2 separate regions of the Triticum aestivum genome follow, and region 2 is linked to region 1. A link is a contact called in public Hi-C data. All regions are on one chromosome and are shown on one strand. Each heading gives the region's core, a stretch centred on a gene start, on an enhancer-like site or on the middle of the called end of the contact. The rest is flanking DNA. Distances are from core to core; before and after follow the strand shown. Region 1 holds the start of LOC123161194 (quinone-oxidoreductase QR2). Region 2 holds the start of LOC123159093 (leucine-rich repeat protein 2).

Region 1 (7,580 bases), core at 2,440-4,939:
CCACTCCGCTCCGCTCACCTTCCCTCCTCTTCCCGACAGTTCCATTTCCCCAATCTGCCAAATCCCTAGCGTCGGCGACCATGTCTAGCACCGGCAGCTTCGGAGAAGAGGAGGAGTTCGCACTCCGTATTGCGCTCGAGCACTCGCGGGTCGATACGAGTGGCAGCTCCAGGTCCGGTGTGACGCCCCTGTCCCCCGTCGCGTCAGCGTCGATGCTGGCGCCAGCCCTTCATGCCCCACGCGCGGATCAGCGAGGCCTGCCAGATCTGCTCCTCCTGCCCGACGGCCTCCTCCTCCGGTCATTGCTCCACGCGGGCAACGCTGGGTTCTAGTGCCCGCTCAGCCGACGCCGCGGATGCGGACTCCGGAGTCGGAGGCACGAGCTGCCCATCGCGAGAGGCAGAGGACTTGGGAGATGGCGGGCTGGTCCGACGGGTCTGTGTAGTCCACTGCCGCTGCCGGTTGCCCAACGAGGAGGACCGTCTCTTCGAGTGGGTGTGCCGCCGGTCACTAACTGACGCGGAGATGAATGCCCGACGGCTCCGGAGGCTCAACGCCAAGCAGCTTCGGCTCGTCATTGAGCAATCCGAGCGGGAGGCGGCGAGGGTGGCCAAACTCAAGCGCCAGCAAGACCGCGTCGTCCGGCGCTTGCAAGGCTTCATCATCATCTCCGATTCCCCCTCCTCCGACGGGTCCAGCGGCGACCCACCTCCTGCCGCGAACTCCTACAGCTGCACCGGCGACCGGAAGGACAAAGGGCCAGCGAGGAAGTGGTGAAAATTCGTCTTTATTTCAAGTTTTTAGTTGTCGTTTGAACTTGTCCGTCGTATTATGTTTATTATGTGAACTTTGGCTATCTTTCGATGATCCAGCTGTGATCTTTTGATGAACCAATTGTGCATTTGTATGTTTGCTCATGATCTACGTACTTTTTATCAATGTTGCATGATTTAGTATAAAAATATGGGACAAAATATGAGATACGTGGATGTGAAGACGCGAATATAGCAAGTGCCCGGTTAGTGCCCGCGAACACGTCCATTCACGGGCGTTTGATGGGCCGGATTTGCTGAGTCCGGCTGTAGATGCTCTAAGCCGCGCGAAAACCGAGGCTTCCCAACCACAAACATTGTGCGCATGGAATTCAAACTCAATTGAACGTACTTGGTGCCACAGCCGATTATAACAAACAAAGGCAAACAAAGCTATGGCATCTTTCACCGGGTTTGTATCCTGGGCGCTTTCGAATGAAAGGAATGCCTAGGGCGTGTTTGGTTGCCCGCTTGAAGGCCAACCAGGCCCGCGCGGGAACAAAGAGGCCTGTTTGGTTGACTAGTTTCACTGTTGGGCCTGCATCGCACATTTTTTAAAGCATCCTAGAGCCTGGCTCGCTGGAAACGCTCGAATCGGCAGTTTTTCATGAGCCAGGCCGAGCCGAGCGCAAGCGAGCGGGCCCTTGCACGAATGGAGACGGGAGGGATGCGAGGTGATTACCTGAGGTCTTCTTCAACCCCGAGTAAGCTCCTATCTAATCTCCTTCGTCCGATCTACACAACGGTGCTTCAATTCGAGGTAAGCTCTACACGAGAAAGATGCACCTCGATGCTACGGTTCCATTCAGGCGATCGGTTCGTAGTTTCGTCGGCCGTAAGTTCTTAATTTCGTCTTCCCGTTTGAAGCTATTCTGGACGAATTTTGTCAGATTCATTGCGCACGACGATCATTTGAAATTTCCTTTGACCAGCAGCCTAATCTCGCAGTTCCTCACAACATTCGTGTTGTATGTTTTTGGTTTCGACGATCATAGCTTCATCTCTCTTTGAACAACAGTCTACTGCAATGACGCTGCCATGTCTAGCTCCTCTGTCCTCTGCTCAGAGCCCTCCTATTCGTCCCTCTCGACGCTGAAGCCCTTCCCCTTGATCTACTTGCCCACGTCCTACTACACTAGAGTCGTTCCATGCGTCGCTCATCTCGGCCTACTCTTTGTCGTCCTCCTACTGCACTGACGCTGCAATGGCGCGCACACTACTTTCTTGTGCCCTCTACCTCCGTGCACACTGCAGTTCGCCGTGCCGCCGCCGAGGTCGATCATCTTGGCCTTCTCTCTCTCGCCCTACTACACTGGAGTTGTTTCCGGCGTCAATCATCTCGGCCTCCTCTCTCGTCCACTGCATTGACGATACCATGGTGCGAGCACTGCATTCTCCTCCTCTGTCGACTGTCTTCGCGCGAGTACCGTAACTAGTTCACGGACGGTGTCGCTCGCCGTGCCGCCGACGGGGTCGCTCATCCACGACTCCATGCTCGTCATGTCGGACATGGCGCCGTCACTATCCACCGCAGTCGCCATGGTCCAGCGCACACTGCATTTCTTCTCCCCATTCCTCTGCTAGCTCTTAACCTTGTGTGCTAAGTGCAAGTGCTAGCTCTTAATCATACCCCATGCGGGCAACCAAACAGCGTGTAGTTCTATGCACCGAGACAATGCAGGCAACCAAACAACGTGCCAAAGTTGATCCCTAATGCAGGAAGTCCATATGCAGGCAACCAAACAACTTGCAGATGTCGCATATGAGGCTGTTTTTCCATAGCTAGGCTGGGTTGAGATGTGTATACAATGCAACTACTGTTCACTACTGCAACCAAACATGCCCCTAGTCTTCCGACTCAAGGGCGCGCCACCGCCAATTCTCCTAAACAACATTTTTGGAAGAGCCAAAGTTATGGGTTGCCGCGGGTGCAAAGAAGCTAGAGGAAATGATTTTGCATGAGTAATTATCATGGTGTTGTAAGGGTTGATTGTAAAACTCTATTCTTCTCTTAATTAATATATATGATGCAAATCTTTTATCTGCATTTAAAAAAGAAAAAAACTCAATTGAACGTCACTTGGTAGGATACCCCTCCTCAAGCCGTCTGGACACAGGTAAATACACCTTGGCTCTCGGGTGCCCGTGGATTTGATATGGAAAATAATTTAGTAAACATAAAAGAAGTCAAAAATTCTAATACTTAAAAAAAACTTTTTGTGGGGTTAAAGGTATTTCATTGCTCAACTAGGAGGGAGGTCCTGCATACAGAGTTGTGGTACATTGGCAGGACCCGAACTGTTCCAGAGAGTCGTTCTATTGCCTTGCAAAATTTTAAGTTCAAACACATTACGAGATATTCCCGAAAAAAAACACATTACGAGATATGAGCTATGAAAAAACACAATCAGCATTGAATAGTGCCAAACAGTAACGTCACTATTCATTGCTGAATTTGTCTTTTTTACAGCTTGCATCCCGTAATGTATTTTAACTTGAAATTTCACATGACAATAGAATATCATCCTCTTAACATCCCACAATTTTTTTCAAAATATCGTCCTGTGATGTGTTTTAACTTGTTATGCCATACTACTACTAGTAGTAGTGTAATTGGTGTCTTATTTTTTATAATCAGCGTACAACAAAGTTTCATTCAGAAGAAAAAGTATCCCTTCCTCAAGCAACTTGCCAGTTACCAAAGCCTAAATGACCTCGCACAACCTAGGCTTTTCCGCTTTGCAGAGCAGCTTCCCTCATCATCATCACCTAACCCCGTTATTGTGGATTCCTCTTGCTTTTCCCTCATTACATATTGCGCACTGTCACACTTGATCATTCTAAATTACCAGTAGCGCTTAGCAGCCATGGCTTTTCCAAGATAGCGGACGCCATTGACACCACTGAACCAGTTTAGTGTATAGAACTACTGCTACCACTCCACTGAATCAGTTAGCATACCGCAGTCTTTCTATATAAATACCGGTGCCTCTCACTCTTCTTCCTTCACAAGCCAGACCGCGACAAGAAGCTAGGGCAGGAAATTTAGTTCGTATTAGGAAGAAACTAAAATCAAAGCAGATCACAACTCTGCAGCAATGGCGACCAAGATATACATCGTGTAAATCAATGCATGCTCCGCCTTTGGTCGCCCCTTTTTCTTCCGGCTAGCTAGCTCACTGTCACTGATCTGACCGGCCGCTCTGTATTATTTTCATTTATCCGCAGGTACTACTCGACGTGGGGACACGTCGCGACGCTGGCGGAGGAGATAAAGAAGGGCGCCGACTCCGTCCCCGGCGTCGAGGTCACCATATGGCGGGTGCCGGAGACGCTGCCGGAGGACGTGCTGGTGAAGATGCACGCCGCGCCGGTGCGTCAGGACCACCCCGTCATCACGGCGAGCCAGCTGGCCGAGGCCGACGGCGTCCTGTTCGGCACCCCGACGCGGTTCGGCATGATGGCCGCGCAGATGAAGACCTTCTTCGACTCCACCGGCGGCCTCTGGAAGGAGCAGTCTCTCGCCGGCAAGCCCGCGGGCGTTTTCTTCGCGACGGCCACCCAGGGCGGCGGCCAGGAGTCCACCGCGCTCACGGCCGTCACGCAGCTGGCGCACCACGGCATGCTGTTCGTGCCGGTTGGGGGCACGCACGGCGCCGGCATGCTGATCATGGACGAGGTCAAGGGCGGCAGCGCGTACGGGGCTGGCACCTTCGCCGGCGCCGACGGTGGCAGGGTGCCCACTGGCGCCGAGCTCGCTCTGGCGGAGCACCAGGGGAAGTACTTCGCCGGCATCGCTAAGAAGCTCAAGTCCGTCTGAAATCTGATTTACTACACCGTAATTCATGCAATGCAGTGCAAAGATGAACTCGTCATATATGTATGGAGCAGGATTTACACAATTCTGTAACACGTTCCCGTTCCTTTCCACTCTTGTTTAATAATAATAATAATACTCCCTCCAATAGTTGTTTGCTTATCAGCTCTGACTTTGACTTATTAATTCAAGCTTGACCTTTAATTTTTTAGGATAAAAATATAGGAAAAGAAGAACAAATGTTATTTATAAGATGAAAGCGGAGAAAAAAAGAAATTACAACCAGATTACATCCAAAAAGACACGCAGCTGCATGTATGCAAAGGAGGGACGCAACTGGTTAATGTCCTCCGCGACAGAGTATGCAACCTCAAGTAAGATGAGGGAGAAGTCATTGAAGATACGCACGATAACACATACTAGATCGACAGCGCGCCTTGGCGCGGGGTGCCTGTCGCATCAATGTGGTAAAATAGATAGTGATCAAATTAGTAGGGAGCACCTTTAAAAAATTTAGTAGGGAGCATAGTTTAGCGCTCATATTCAACAGGACAATGACTTACCTGGTCCAAGAGAACGAAGAAACATTCACTGGTATGAGAAGCAAGACATCATCAATTTCAACATGGTCATGGGATTATAAGGCCGCATCAAGTTCAGTCTGTTCATGAGATCACAAAAGCTAATTACCTGACACTAAATTCAGTACTAAGAGCATAAACATGAGAGAGCAAGTACTAAGAGTAGGATCATTATAAGTTATACTTGAGACATACATCAAGTACTACATACAAAACTTGAAAGTGTATTTTTTCTTTCCATAGGTACACAGCCTTTAGTATATCTCAACCAAAACAAATAAAACAATCTCCTAAGAGAATGTTCTACCGACAGAATGGGTGTAGTAAAGTCTCACTATTACAATGATACAGAATCATCTTGATGAAAAGCGGTGACCAATGGCCACGATTTTTTTTCTGTTAATCAGTCATACCTGCAATGGAGGTATAGTAGATCTATAAGACATCAATTATCTATTTACATAAATCTGGGTAAAATTATGTATTTGACCTATCAAAAAGGAAAAATGAATCATATATTCTTACTATTTTAAAACTAAACTTTGCATTGTGTGACTAATCGTCCTTGGACTCAATTCCAAGCACTTAGTGCCAATTTGAAGACCAAAACTAAATAAAACCATAAAGTTTAGACTTTTGTGCTTGCTCTGTGACAATGTTAGTGTAGCTGTGCAAATATAAGAACCATTAAATTCCTCTTATGCATTTTCCTGGAACAGAACAAATATACTCTCTCCGTTCCTAAATATAGGTCTTTCTAGAGATTCCAAATGAACTACCACATACGGATGTATATAGACACTCATTTTGCTTCGTATGTAGCCACTTGTCGAAATCTCTAGAAAGACCTATATTTAGGAACAGAGGGAGTATGTAGTTAATTTAGTAGAAATAATGGGTTTGGTTTGTTTCTAGAAGCAGAAGTACCCAATAAAAAGGAAGGATGAAATGAACAAAAACTCTAAATGTGACGGACCAAAAGCGGGAGAAAGCCACCAGCGCAAGTGGCCAACACCCGACGCTGCTGAAGATATCAATGACCACCGCCGGCCACACCCCCTGCTCGGCACTGTGTTGTGGGCTGGCGGCAAGGGCCATGACGACATCGGAGACCATGGTGGCATCTGGTCGTCAGCAACCATGGAGGCCCCCACCAGAGTTGTGGCCTACGGTGTTTCCATTTTGGGCCATCTCGATGGTGTGCTCCTCTATGCGGAGCAGCGACACAGATTACGCCCTGGCACATCACACGCTTGCCCTATCCACCCGGTGGTCCAACGCTTAGGCCACTGCACAGCATAGCCAGAGCAAGATATTGATTTGCATCCCTAAATAATACCAATAGAAAACATTACCATAAATACATATCCTCCATATTATCAATCAAAAGTACTTGAAACTAAAATTACAGAAGAACATTTATTTCATAAGAGCATAACCTAACCACATGCTAAATCAAACTGTCATTAATTTGAAAGTTCCATCATCAGCCAAACTCATCTCGAAGTTGTCATAAATCCATATCTTCGGTCTAAAATGGTCTACTTTCTTCATAAAGCAATCAACCAAACAAGTATCTTTTAAGAATGAGCATAGATACGACATCAGGAGCTCTCTCACAGAACAAACATGGGAACGTGTCAAGAATTAGCAAGACTAAAACAACAAACATGAATTGTGTGTTGCTTGCGGATTTGTAAAGAAAATAACATCTGAATGAAAAATCAAAATTACTACATGGTACATCATGAATTGTTGAGGAAGAAAATAAAGATGCGGGCTACAAAATTCAAAAGATTTCTCTCTGAGCCTACAATACTCACTTTGTTGCAATTATGAAGGAATAACAGCAAACGAGAGCCAGGAACACGCTAATAGCTATAATTCCATGATAATATCAAATCCAGTCTTCCACATACCCTTTGTCCTAGACCAAAAGAAATGCACAAATGGTGAGCGTTATAAGGAATTGTTCTTGGGTCAGTACAAAGCATACTAACCCCATTAAAATTCCATGCATGGAGGCGAGATTTAAGTACGATAATTAACCAACTCAACTGCAATAATTTTTTCACCACAGCTGATTGTAAAATAATGTTTTCACATGGATAATCAGAAGTAACAGGAAAAACCAAGATATGTGGCCTACTCACATGCAGCTTGTATGTAGGCAGTGGACAGAACAGAGAAGTTTTCCCCTCTGCAACATAAATAAGCATGTTCATGTTAAGAAACTAATTCATGTTAAGCCTACATAGGAACCTGGTGTGCATAACTGCAAACTATAAGCGCGTAGCTAACGGCCCATTGCCAGCATCTACATCGTAAAGTGTTACATTAATCGATAATAAATAGGTCAGACAAAGCTAA
Region 2 (7,580 bases), core at 3,386-5,885, 260 kb before region 1:
GAGGTTCGCTACTCTGTCTACTGTGCTTCACTCCGTTCCTTGTGATCCAAACCAGAAGAGACACAATGAAAGTGTACCCTGCTAGCATGGGAGTGGGTGGTTCACTTCGGTGGGCCTAGAGGTTCACTCCATAAAAAACTGCAGCTCGCTTTGTAATATTTTCTATACAAACAACGGTGCACAATGTTGCTCGTCAGATGCAGTGCGGTTTTCAGTCTGATGCAGTGCAGTTTTTTGCCTGATATAGTTCACTCGTCAATTTTGGTATCGCGAAAACAGAGTGTCCGCAAATCTCACTGTTGAAAACGTAAAAAGAAAAGGCTGAAGAATTGTTGTTCGTGAAGTTCACTATGTCTCTGTAGAAGAATAAGTGTGGTTCACTCGCCTTATCACCGGAGTTTCGACTCGTCAACAAAAAGTGGAAAAAACAAAATTAGGGAGCAGAAAAAAAACAGTGCAGTTAACTACTAGTGTCGCAGTACATTTCTCTCGACCATGGGGTTCACTTCTTTGCCCATGTAAAACACACTCTATGAGAGGTTAATTATATTGCCACATGTTGTATAAAAAAGCAAAAGTTAATTTTAATGCAGTCCCCTCCAATAGCAATGTATGAAAAAAGACATCAAAATACTCATGCGGCTCACCCTTGGTAGTGTTGCGGTTCACTTGCTCGCAACGTGAAGTGCTGAAAAAATGTTACTAAGACGACAAAATAAAAGAATGGTTGTCTTAAAAAATTACGTTTGAATAAAAGAAACCATGCAGTTCTCTTACCCGTCTAATGCAGTGCGATTTTTCATCCGATGCAGTGCGGTTTTCAGTCAGATGAAGTACGCACGTCAATTTGGCTGTCGGGAAAAACAAAGTGTCTGCATTTTGGTAAATTTGAAGTTTCTCTTAAACTGTAAAGAATTAGAGAGAGTGTTCTACATGAAAAAGTTGCGTCTAATCGATATCTTTCCAACGGTGTATCATTTGAATCATTCCAACCAGCGGTTTGTAAAAATTTCGTGAAAAACAGCTGCTGCCACTCGTCATCCGTCACACGATTTTCAAAATTAACATAAAACCGTAAGGAATCTCAAAAACATTTCAACATATGAAAGTTGCGCCTCGTCCATAGCTTTTCAAGGATATATTACACGCCTCTTTTTGAAAAAACGGTTAAAAACTGGAGTGAAAATAGTACCGAAAATTTGAAAAAAATTTAAAAACAGAATTCTGCGATTTAGTAAATTCGAAACTGCTCTTAAACCGTAACGAATTAGAGAAATTGATAGATATGAAAATGATGCACCTCGATGATATATTTCCAATGGTGTATCATTTGCTTCATTCCGACGAGCGGTTTAGAAAAAACACGAAAAAAACGCTCGCTACCAATCGTTGTGGGTCGCGCTATTTTCAAAACTGCTCTTAATTCGTGAGGAATCTCAAAAAGTGTTCAACATGGCAAAGTAGCGCCTAATCCATAGCTTTTCAACGGTATATTATACGACTCGTACCGACAAACAGTAAAAAAACTAGAGCGAAAAATGTACCGAAAAAACACCGCGTGTAGTTTTTTGCGACGGGAAGTTCACTCGCGTTTGTACTGCAGCACACTTGGTTCAAACAATGACGTGCACTTGCATTGAACGTGCAGTTCGAAAGTGTTATCAGAATAACTATTCTACTAATATTAGCAGAATAGACCGGCTATATATATATCCCAAACACACATATTCTCATTCACACACATATTCCCATTCTTGAAATGAACAACTTTTTTTACTCACCTATATATCTCTCGAGAGAGACCGATCGAGAGAGAGCACGCGCAGTTAATTAGATGATGAGAGAGACCGATCGAGAGAGCACATGTGGATGGCTAAATAGCTAGCTAGATCTAGTTGTTGGGGAGAAGAGGTGAATCTAGCTAGCTAACTAATGGAGAGGGAGTTATGGTGGAGGGGGGCATTGATGGGGAGAGGAAGAGAGGTAGGACAAAAAGAGATGTGAGAGAGGCCATTTATGAAGGAGAGTTATGGTGGAGGGGGACATTAATGAGGAGAGAAGAGAGGTAGGAGGAAGAGAGAAGAAGAGCAACAATGATGGAGAGTGGAGAGGGGAAAGGAGGGGGAGAGAGGGCAAAGTGGGGAAGAGGAGGGGGAGGGAGTGAAAAGGTGGCACCAGCCGCAACTAGCAGTAGTGCTGCTTACCAAAACACGCTGCTGCTACCGTAGTTAGTAGCAGCGCTTTCCCGGAGAAGCGCTACTACTAAGTGGGGCCCATTAGCAGTGGCGGCACAGTAAAATACAACACTACTACTAAACTATTAGTAGTGGCGCTGGATTCTGTACAACGCTGGTACTAGCTATCGTCGGTGGCCTCGTCTGTTCCCACATAGTAGTAGCGTGTTTTTATTTTCCAGCGCTACTGCTATAGACAGAGTAATAGCGCTTCCCTGGATCAGCGCTACTGCTAACTAGCAGCAGCGGTGACTATTTTCCAGCGCTACTATTAAGCTCCTGTGTATAAGGCGTAAACACCTGAACCTCGGCACTGCCACCATGACCACAAGAACCAGGCTCATCCACCTGCCCCTCAGCCCCAACATCCCCACCATGGGGCACATTAGGAAAACCATCGAACAATGATCGGCTGACGACCATCACAACCCAGTTTTTTCTTCTGAAAGTTCCAGCGACTACCAGCATTTCATTGATTAAGAAGGTAGTAGAAAATTTACATTGCCGCACGGCAAGGATAAATAAAATTAAGAGAATGTAAAAAAGAAGGGACAGGAGGTCTATCTACAGATCCCCTAACGATCCAAGCAAGCACTTGGCACCTGCTAGTCTCCAGTTATGTAATGCAAGCCTAATGGCATGCACCACGTCGTCAACTGAAGCCCAACGTTCGTGCCGTTTCTTTCTTTCCATAGCTACCATGCCAAAAACCATACCTGTGTGCAAGAACCACGCAACATCACCAAAGAGCCAACGATGAAAGAAAAGAAAGGCACCAATCCGGATGGAGAGCGGTAGCCGAAACAGGAAGAAGACCAGGACGGCCAGCCCGTACAGCGGCGACTGAAGCGCCCCCCACCCACAGCAGGAAGACGCCCATAGAAATCTCAGTCATCAATCACCTCACCCAGTCCCATACCAAATCAAAAATCCCCTTTGACTGGGGTCGCGATGGGCGGCGCAAGGCACATACACGCTGCGGAGAAGGCGAGAAGAACACAACATGGAGCTAACGGCTGTGGGAGGAGCAGTGGGAAGAACCGGATGCAGCACGGGTGCTCAATCCTAGGGTTTGTCGGGGTGTCAGCTTGGTTTTTTTGTTGGGAAGAGATAGGCCCGAGGGTTGCTGGACTCGGATCTAGATGGGGGCTGCGGCGGTGGAGGAGATGGCCGGTGGCGGCCACAGATGGGTGAGAAGTTGGGCGGCGAGTCGGGAACAAGATATTGGAGGAAGAGATAGAGAGAGGGAGGATGTGTGGGGGTAGCGATAGCACGACGCAAACCGACCTGACAACTTTTTTTGATGGTTAAAAAAAACCGACCTGACAACTGGGACCTACGGGACAGGGGGACAATCGCCTGCTCGCCAGCCACGATTCACCAGGAGGGTGGATTTCCTGGGAGCTTAGTCACTAGTTAGATTGTACGTGTTCTCCATAGTGGCGTTATTTTCTATCATGAGCCTAAATTTTGATCAGTTATGTTCCATTATGTACTAATATTATATTCACTTTTGATTTCCTATATTGTAAATAAGAGTCTTGAGATCCCTTAAGTCTTCAGGTATTTGTGCTTAGTGAAACGAGGGGTAGATACATTTGTCTTTCTTCATCCACCAAAGAAAAGTTGATATTTACTTTTTGAACTTGATATCGAGGTTTTAGGGAAAACTAACTAGTGGGATTGAGATTGCCGTCAAAAGATTGACATCATCATCTATTCAAGGTTCAGCAGAATTCACTACTGAGATTGAAATAACTGCAAATCTTTAAAACTGCAATGTAATTAGGATACTTTGGTTTTGCATTCAGAGGGAAAAGGGATTTATGGGGTTTCAAATTCAACAAGAAAGAGATGATTCTTGTGTACGAATGCATGCCAACCAAGAGCTTGGTCGGTGACCCTACTTTTTCAGGGTAAGAAGGGGCAGAGAAAATGCCTCGAGCTGAGGTCTATTTTCTCTACAACTATGTTCACTGAGACTTCAATTCTAAATTGTTCTATCGAGATTTTAAAGATTTTTTACGATTCAGGTGTCAATTCAATTTTAATCTTGCGGTGGTTATATGGATCCTTGAGTATATCGTGTCTAGTAGGAAATTCTCAGCGAGGTCTGATGTGTATGGCTTCGACATCATGGTTCCTAAGATCATGAATTTGCTTTTGCCTGCATTATATCTTTGAGTTCCATGTACAAGCTTTTTGATCGGTTCGTTCCATCTTTCCTTTTTCATTTTCTACCTCCTGTCCTTGTCACTTTTCATTACTGACGCAACTTCCACCCCAGTGAGCCTTTGCAGATAAAATGATTCCACCGCGTGCTCGGTCCAAAGTTTGACCGTGGACTTGGTACCCATCCTTCGCCGTATTGACCACACCACTCGGTCACGCAGCGCCTTTCCCATTTCCACAACCACCCGTCCTCCTCCTCCCACGCTACAGCAGAGCAGAGCAGAGCAGCAGCAGCAGCTCCGTCGATCTCCTCCGCCCTCCTCCCCCCGCGCCCGGCCTCTCCTCGCCGCCATGGCGCCCCGCGTGCCCTCCTCCCTCCTCCTCGTCGGCGCCGCCCTGCTCCTGGGCCTGGCGGCCGGCGCGGCGCGGGCGTCCAACGAGGAGGGGGACGCGCTGTACGCGCTGCGGATGCGGCTGTCGGACCCCAACGGCGTGCTCCAGAGCTGGGATCCCACCCTCGTCAACCCCTGCACCTGGTTCCACGTCACCTGCGACAGCGCCAGCCGCGTCGTCCGCCTGTAAGCTACAGTCCTTCCCCTCTCGCTCAATCAAGCTTTTATCTTCAAGGGTTTCCCAGCGCTTGCTCAGATTAGCCCAGAAACAAAGCTCGATTTAAACTACTACTAGGTCAAGCTGCTTGCGTGCCGGCAAAGGATATCCATGGTCTTTCATCTTTGGTCTTGCACTTGCTTCTTGTTTAAGGGATTGATAGCTTAAGCAATACTAGTTGAATAATCATACTAACTGTTCATTCAAAAGGGCCGATTTGTATATAAAAAAGAACAACTTGCAAGCATAATCAGTAGTTGTGGCGTCTGTCTGTCATAGTTCAACAATATTGCATCCTGTTGGTTGGATAACCGTGTTGTCTGACACTCTTTATGGCAAACTTCTGCAGGGATTTAGGCAACTCCAACGTCTCCGGCTCCATCGGCCCCGAGCTCAGCCGCCTTGTGAATCTTCAGTACCTGTATGTGCCCCTACGATGATGAATTCCACCGTTTCTGTTATTCGAACGGAACAAAATGGTTTGATTTTCTCAATTGGAACTTGATTTGCAGGGAGCTGTACAGGAACAACCTCAACGGCGAGATCCCAAAAGAGTTGGGCAAGCTGAAGAATTTGATCAGCTTGGATCTGTATGCCAATAAGCTCACCGGAAGAATCCCCAAGTCCCTTTCCAAGCTCAGCTCACTGAGATTCATGTATGTATTATCCTCTGATTGAAGTTAATTCCTCCACAGTACAAATGCCCCCTCTAAAAAAACTACTCCTAATTCATGGCATCTTTCTTTAGTCCAAGTGGTGTACCCAAAATGGCTGGGAAGTTGTGCCCATAATTCTGAATAAACTGAAATGCAATTTAAAATTTTGCTTTTGGCATAGTTAAGCATTAAATGTATGAAAAGGATCTAAGTTTGTCTCTCCTAATTCATATATGAACATTTTTCCCTAAGTGAGTACTAAAGCAATTTCTTATAGGCGTTTGAACAACAACAAACTTGCTGGATCAATTCCACGGGAGCTGGCCAAACTCTCCAACCTGAAAGTCATGTGAGTGTGCATCTTAACATATGTATACCGGATTTAGTTGTGCTGTTGATTCTCTATGGTTGCTGACTTTTAAGCCATTGTGACATGCAGTGATTTGTCTAACAATGACTTATGTGGGACGATCCCCGTCGATGGTCCATTCTCAAGCTTCCCTCTTCGAAGGTATATCTCAAAGGCCACTAGCATGTTTTGTAGAACCAATGTGCATCTGGAGTCCTAAAAAGCTCAGACATTTGTACTGTAATTCTTAAGGGCGATGGTCTAGTTTTTCATGATTGCATAAGCTAGAAATGTTATGATGATGGTGTTTGAAATCATGTCTCATGAGTTTTTTTTCCGGACTGCTGAGTCATTCATAACTCATAAGTTGATAGCTCTCATATCAAATATGGCATCTTCTCTGTGAGTGGGTTCATGCGATGAATGCTAATAAGACATAACTGTTATTTTTCAGCTTCGAGAACAACAGCAGGCTGAACGGCCCGGAGCTGCAAGGATTGGTTTCCTATGACTTCGGATGCTAGGAAGCACCGATGCACACGACAATGCACGTGGAAGGAAGGCAAAAAAATATAGTAGTACAACAAATAGTGTGGAGCCTAGCACTACAACATGTATGGCTTGCGATACATGCAGCAGAAGATGAAGAAGGTATGTGAGCGTAGGGTCTGCGTTCGGTACTCAGACCGCAGAAGGAAAAGAATGGGATGTGAGAAGTCTTAGCTTGATCGATTGTTATTGCCGTATTGTAAATTGTAATAAGCTGCTTAGTACCGCAGCTATGCTGACCGCTTGGGTCCGTTTAGCAAGCCTTTGCCAGTTCGGAACTAAATCCGGGCTGTTGAAGAATGTATCTCAAGTTTTATCTACAAATGATGCACATCTCTTTGCTATGTTAGTATGGTTGAAGTACAAGCATTGTAGTGCAAAACAATATGAAGACTTTGTTCATCCATGAAATGTACAATATGTACAGTGACACAATGTTAAGTGACATCGATAAACATGAGCTCCAGCGGTTGCCCGGATGATGGCAGCAATTGTAGCGAGGACAACCCGTTACAGGAGACGCAGCTGCTTTCCATACTGATGAAGTTGGGTACGATTTTTGTATTATCTTAACAATTGATGGCTGTTATTCAGTGTCGTACGCAGATCATACGTAATCCATTAGAATCATCAGAAATTCAAAAGGATGCCACAAGACACACCTATTAGATATGCTATGTCATTGAATCAGTGATAGTCTTTATCATTTGGATCCAATATTTTAATGCTTCTGAACATTCAGATTCAACTTAACTGAACCAAACTAGTAATTTTAATGCTTTTCTGTTGGAGCTAACATGAATGCACCATTGATATCCCACCCAGTAGTAGTCATATAAGCATGAATCATCTGTGAAAACCACTTTCAATTCAACCAGTGAGCATGTTGTTGTGCTGCTTTTCATGCTAACTAAAGTTACCTGACACTGAAGACTAAGACAAGATTACAGAGAGAACTGGAGAATCAGAAATAAAAATCGTGCCTGCATACCAATCCTGCGAGAGAGAAAA

The links. A called contact is a pair of places that touch in the nucleus more often than the background predicts.
Region 2: a contact with region 1 is called in a Hi-C map of leaf, with 4 times the contacts expected there. The contact joins the promoter of LOC123159093 here to the promoter of LOC123161194 in region 1. A contact is called at or near these places in 3 of 5 Hi-C or Micro-C datasets (all in leaf).

What each region holds. Positions count from the first base shown.
Region 1 is chr7B:581,931,250-581,938,829 of IWGSC CS RefSeq v2.1, reverse strand. LOC123161194 (quinone-oxidoreductase QR2) reads left to right here and starts at 3,689. Exons shown (of 2, transcript XM_044579045.1): 1 at 3,689-3,933; 2 at 4,041-4,779. The coding sequence starts at 3,911. The coding sequence ends at 4,632. LOC123161195 reads right to left here. Exons shown (of 8, transcript XR_006480594.1): 5 at 7,364-7,410; 6 at 6,187-6,499; 7 at 5,193-5,623; 8 at 4,718-5,080.
Region 2 is chr7B:582,193,583-582,201,162 of IWGSC CS RefSeq v2.1, reverse strand. LOC123159093 (leucine-rich repeat protein 2) reads left to right here and starts at 4,635. Exons shown (of 6, transcript XM_044576897.1): 1 at 4,635-4,984; 2 at 5,365-5,436; 3 at 5,528-5,671; 4 at 5,949-6,020; 5 at 6,111-6,182; 6 at 6,475-7,048. The coding sequence starts at 4,758. The coding sequence ends at 6,544.